2 separate regions of the Anas platyrhynchos genome follow, and region 2 is linked to region 1. The links are chromatin contacts, called in public Hi-C maps. All regions are on one chromosome and are shown on one strand. The core of a region is the stretch at or near the end of the contact, and the rest is flanking DNA. Distances in the headings are between cores, read along the strand shown. Region 1 overlaps LOC106018873 (a long non-coding RNA gene). Region 2 overlaps KMT2E (lysine methyltransferase 2E (inactive)).

The links. Hi-C and Micro-C count contacts between places; a contact is called where the count stands out from the background.
Region 2: a contact with region 1 is called in a Hi-C map of subcutaneous adipose tissue, with 4 times the contacts expected there. The contact joins two enhancer-like sites. A contact is called at or near these places in 4 of 8 Hi-C or Micro-C datasets (F1 follicle, liver, skeletal muscle and 1 more).

The regions. Positions count from the first base shown.
Region 1 is chr1:14,063,270-14,065,830 of IASCAAS_PekinDuck_T2T, forward strand. It overlaps LOC106018873 (a long non-coding RNA gene), which reads right to left. Exons shown (of 3, transcript XR_005264253.2): 2 at 201-341. Among named protein-coding and RNA genes, the nearest start is that of KMT2E, 22 kb to the right of the region's middle. Within about 2 kb of position 1,287, at least 4 of the 8 cell types and tissues checked have an H3K27ac peak or open chromatin away from gene starts, as enhancers often do. A contact at or near this core is called in subcutaneous adipose tissue, where this site is marked.
Region 2 is chr1:14,106,853-14,109,413 of IASCAAS_PekinDuck_T2T, forward strand. The region is part of intron 2 of KMT2E (lysine methyltransferase 2E (inactive)); the gene reads left to right. Among named protein-coding and RNA genes, the nearest start is that of KMT2E, 21 kb to the left of the region's middle. Within about 2 kb of position 1,284, at least 3 of the 8 cell types and tissues checked have an H3K27ac peak or open chromatin away from gene starts, as enhancers often do. A contact at or near this core is called in subcutaneous adipose tissue, where this site is marked.

The sequences.
Region 1 (2,561 bases), core at 37-2,536:
CAAAGGTGTCACTAAGTTTGGGACTTTGCATCAGGCCAGGAAAATAATGTATTTGTGTCCTCAGAACAACTTCAAGCTTCTACTGCTAGCAATGGATCCACAGAAAAGACAGTACATGTGCTTTTTTAAGAGAGCATACCAGTAAAGGCCACGTTTTCAGAGGAGTGGTAGCTATTTAGTTAGCTCTGTAAGATAATTACCTCTTTTACTCTGGAATTTGCACCTCATTTGCAGAAATGAAGTCCTTTCAGGCATTTGCAGTGGGCAACTTGAAAAATTATTTTTAAGGGACTAAATCAATCTAATCCTCAAGCGTGACTTCTGGGGAGCAGCAGCACATTCTGTACAGAGCAAAAAGTGAATAATTAAAAACACGTAATCACGTAGTACGGAGTAGGCTGGAAAAAATCTAAACTTGCATCATACTCTTAAGAGCCAGGGAAGTTTGAAACCCCACTTAAAATTACAGTCAGCGGAGGAACTTTATACCTAGCAAATGCTGCTACCTTTAAATGAATGTAGAGAGTTATTTCTGTCTTTGGGAATATATAAAGCAGTTTTGTGGCTGTATTTTGAACATGCACACTGCGTGGTTGGGGTTAACTCTGCAGACTTGTGCCGGGGGGCAGTCCAATCTCCAAGCAAGATGAGGCTGAAGTTCCCTGTCCCTGCGTGTGCCTGGGGCCCTCGGCAGCTCCTGGCATCGCAACACACGAGAAGAAAGAGCACAAGGGGGCGCCGGATACCTCAAATAGCCCGAGTCTTTCCCACACCGTCTCTAGGATGTCGTATTGCAGGGATGGGAGAGCACAAAAAGGCCCCGAGCAACACCTTGGGCTGCAGACGGTCTAGCCTGGGTTTTACTACAGTATCGAGGGCATTTGAGAATATTTTTATGATCTATAGACTTTTTTTTTCCAAAAAAAAAAAAATAAATAAAGCATGTATTTGTTTGTTAAAAAAACACTGGCATAGGTGATATTTTAATGGTAGGAAAGCAGAGAAATCTTTAGAACAAGAGTAAGACAAAAGCCAAAGACTTTAAACATTTGTGTCAACTCGAATCTGGCAGGCACCCAGCCAGACTCTCGCAGCTTGCTGGCTGCTTGTACCAGAAGCCACTTCCTCTGCAGCACCAGGCCTATCAGCACCCTTGGGTGCTGGCTGGGGCCGGGCTGGGGGGCAGCCCAGGCCTCTGGGTGGGAGTTTGAAGCTGCCCAGCGCTGCTGCTGTGGAGCTGAGCCACTGGAAAAACAAAGCCACAACCCCCCCCCGCAGCAGCCCTGCGGGGAGCCCTCCCATGCGTATCTGGTTAGGAAATGAATCAGGGCATTTTTCTCCCTCCCCTGGCCCTGGGCACGGTGACAGCCCCATTCAGCAGAGGGGAGGAAGGCTCTGCCCAGGGTCCTCTCCAGCTGCAGATGACTCATGCCGGAGGAGCCCCTTCCAGACAGCTTCAACAGGATGAAGTCTTCCCGAAGTTTTTTTCCCGAGCTCGTTTTAATACAGATTTCTATCACTCAGAGCTCTCTAATTGCTACTTCCACAGCACAGCCCAGGCTGGGTGGTGTTCTTCGGAGGCAGAAGAGCTGCAGACCCAAGCGGACCCTCCCCAGATGTGCCAGGGCCTGCCCGCTGCCTCCCGGCAGCACGCTCCTCCCTCTCCCACAGCCATCTCCCCACGGAGAAGCCAAACCACTCCTGCGTGTCCCGAGGAGGCAGCGAGGCTGGGAGCAGCTCCCGGAGGAACAAGCCCTGCACACCCGTTTGGGGCCTGGAGCTCTCCCGGTGCTCGGAGGAGTGCGACCTCCGCGGTGCTTCCCTCCTGGGATCGGCGGTGCCCAGCCCGAGGAGCAGGGGCACAGCTCAGGCTCTGCTCCCACTTTGCTTCAGGGGTAAGTGCCCTCTGTCTATTCCTGCCTCTCCCACAGCGCCACAGGCTCCAGGTGCTCACCGACACGAGGTGAAGATGCCCTGAGATCCTCCTGCTGCTGCCTGCTCTGCTCCAAAGGCCGCTCACAAAGAGGGGTCCCTCCCTTTGGATTTCCAACAGGGCAGAACCGAAGCCTTACCGGAGAGCAGTGAAGCCTTCCCAGTGGGTTCAGGAGGAGCACAGAGCCATGCTCCCCACCGGTGCCATCATTATGCTAATGCACAGGGCAGGAAGCGCAACCAAGCGTAAAACCCACCAAAACTGCACGAAGCAGAAACACCGCCAAGGGCGCTAACGACCACGCTACATTGAAAATGAAAAGGGTTTGGTTCATTTAACTTCTTCCAGGTTTAGTAATCTCTGGTGTCACTCCTAACAGTCCCCAGATAGGCGGTGTTCAGGGCCTTTCGACTTCACAAGGAAACTTATTTTTTTTTCCCCAAGACAATGTCTTACCTGCTACAAACTGAGCTCACTGCTTTAACATCAATCTGATGATCTTCATCAGCTGACTGGGATTTGCACACCAAGTTAATCTACTAGTCCACTGCCAATGATGTATTTTACCTATACATGCTTGCATTTGGCTTTTTACTATGCAGATTCCCTTCTCTGTTCTCCAGAAACA
Region 2 (2,561 bases), core at 34-2,533, 44 kb after region 1:
CGTGACAGATGAGTTGTGAAAAAGTGGGTGTCAAGACAGTAAAAGTGATGTTAAAGATCAAGAGAGTTTGTGTAAGCCACACTAAGGTTTGTACGCTGCCTTGTGTAAATAGAGAGGGGAAAAAAAACAGTTCATTTCTTAGAGCAAAAGCTGTTAAATGCGTCATTTATATTAACTGTTTGAGATGCTGTTACTCCTTGCTTTCCTCTGAGTACAGACAGCCTTTAGTAATATTTAAGCCACTTACTTTTTCTGGTTAACACACAAACGTCTGTTTGCTTTAGATATTGAAGCAATGGATTAGACTTTTTTAAAATGCTTTCTTAAAATCTCTCCATAAAGCAAATAAACTTCACAAAGTGGTCCTTCATTTAACAGGTGCATTGAGTAACCGCTATCAGTAAAAGTAGCGTGCAGAAAATCTTAGCTTGAGAGTGCGTGCTAACCTAGTAACATTATTCAATGCAAGATGTCTTTTCTTCCAAATACTGAAGGAAATTTGTCACGCACTTAAGATCTCAAACAGCTTTTTAAAAGGATGTTTCTTTCCTGTGTTTTCAGTTGTATGTGAGGTTATTTCAATACTCTATGTGACTAGAACTCCTTATCTAAAGAAAACTAAAAAATATTTCTTTGAAACTTTGTTGCATTAAAGTCTTTAAACTTGCTTTGTTGATCTCTTTCATAATCATGAACACTGGTTTCCGTGGTGCAGAAAATGATTTTAACTCCATGTTAAATAATTCAGTGTGAATCATTCACAGCTCTTTTCATTATCTTTTTCTGTGGATTTTCATGTTTCGAGGAGGTCACAGTTCCCGAGGTTACTAACACTACTTGCAGACTCAGCAAGCCATGCTGAAATTAGGATAAATAAATACAGTTGTCAGTATAAACAAAATAGTTCACTGTGTTATTTGCTTGATACTGTGGCATGGAGACCCAGTTAGGTGCTGCTTCTCCTCAGATGTTGGGTGACTGTTAGCAGTTACTTTCATTAATATAATCTCTGAGAATATCATTGCTGAAAAGTAGCTAGTTGCATGATTAATTTATGCTGATCTAAAAGCCATGTCCGTGTCTAAAGAAGTGTGACACAAAACTGTGTACCTAACAACTGCATAAGCAATTTAGGTAACCTTTTTTATCACTGTTTATCTCCTTTAAGTGTACTTTTTATGTCTTCTTCCAAGGATATATTGGGCACAGATAGTATTGATAGTGATCACAGATAGACCTTTGAGCAGGTTCTGGGGTTTTCCCAGGTGGGAGGAGTTGGACTTTCTTCACGGTGACTGACAGGTCTGATGTTGCTTCATCAGTCACTGAAGCGTGAGCAAACACAAGAGAGAGGGGGAATGACAAACCTAATTATGTAGGAGAAGGAGCCCTAGAGGATAAAACATGCTTTAAAGTAAGGGATTAGTGTGGTGGTTTTTTAATGGTGGGTAGTTTATCTGTTACATACAGTTTCACTTACATACTTTTAATAAGGAGGCCAGTAACTACTGGAGGGCCCCAGGGGTCAATACTGGGACCAGTCCTGTTTAAAATCTTCATTAATGACCTGTACACTGGGGTACTGTAAGCTGGCAGATAACACAACTGGGGGGAGGGCCTCGTTCACCAGAGGGCTGTGCTGCCATCCAGAGGGACGTGGGGAGGAAGCACTTCTGTGCTGTGTGGGTGACCGAGCACTGGCACAGGCTGCCCAGTGGGGCTGTGCATCTCCCTCCTTGGAGACCTTCAGAAGCCACCTGCACATGGGCAAGTGGCTCTGGGTGGCCCAGCTTGGGCAGGGGTGGGAGCAGCTGGCCTCCAGAGGGCTCTGCCACACCTACAGTTGTGCTGTGATTCTGTCAAATAGGTAGGTGGAGAAACATAACTCCTCCTTGAAGGTGTGAGTGTCTTCTAAATTGGGTGCAATAGCTCCTCTTCTGTTACTTGAACCTAAATTCTCCAGGGGTAGATTGATCTTCATTATGTCACCATAGTCAGAGTCCTTTTTTTTTGTTGTGTGTGCATTTCAGTGAAAACTTTACGTGTAATAGTATGCAGCCTGCACATTGTTGCAGCCCAACAAAGCATTATGATCTCTCTCACACCTGTACCCCCACATCTGTACATTTTGCCTTTATTTTTGCTTCACTTGTAAAAGGCTTTCTAAAGCTGAATACCAGTCACTTTTTAAGAGAATCCCTCTTTTATCATTAAAGACCTTGTAGTAATATACAGAGCCAGCTGTTTTGCCAAGTTCAATATGTGCTTCCTGACTGAAGAGATTGTTAGTGTAGCTCAGTGTATAAGATACACCATCAATAGCACTGTTCTTCTCTTAATATCTGTATATACTTTTTGGAGAAGGCCCTTATAATGTATGAATGTACTTTGAACCAAAACCCTACAGTGTATCAATCATTTTATCGAGCTCAATATCCAGGAGAAAAGGTTATGAATGTTTCAGTATTAAATAAAAATCAGGAAGAACTTAACCCATTAGCTGGTGTTGAAACAGGGATTATTTTTTTCTAAAGTGTCATAGGAGAATGGGGAGGTTGCTG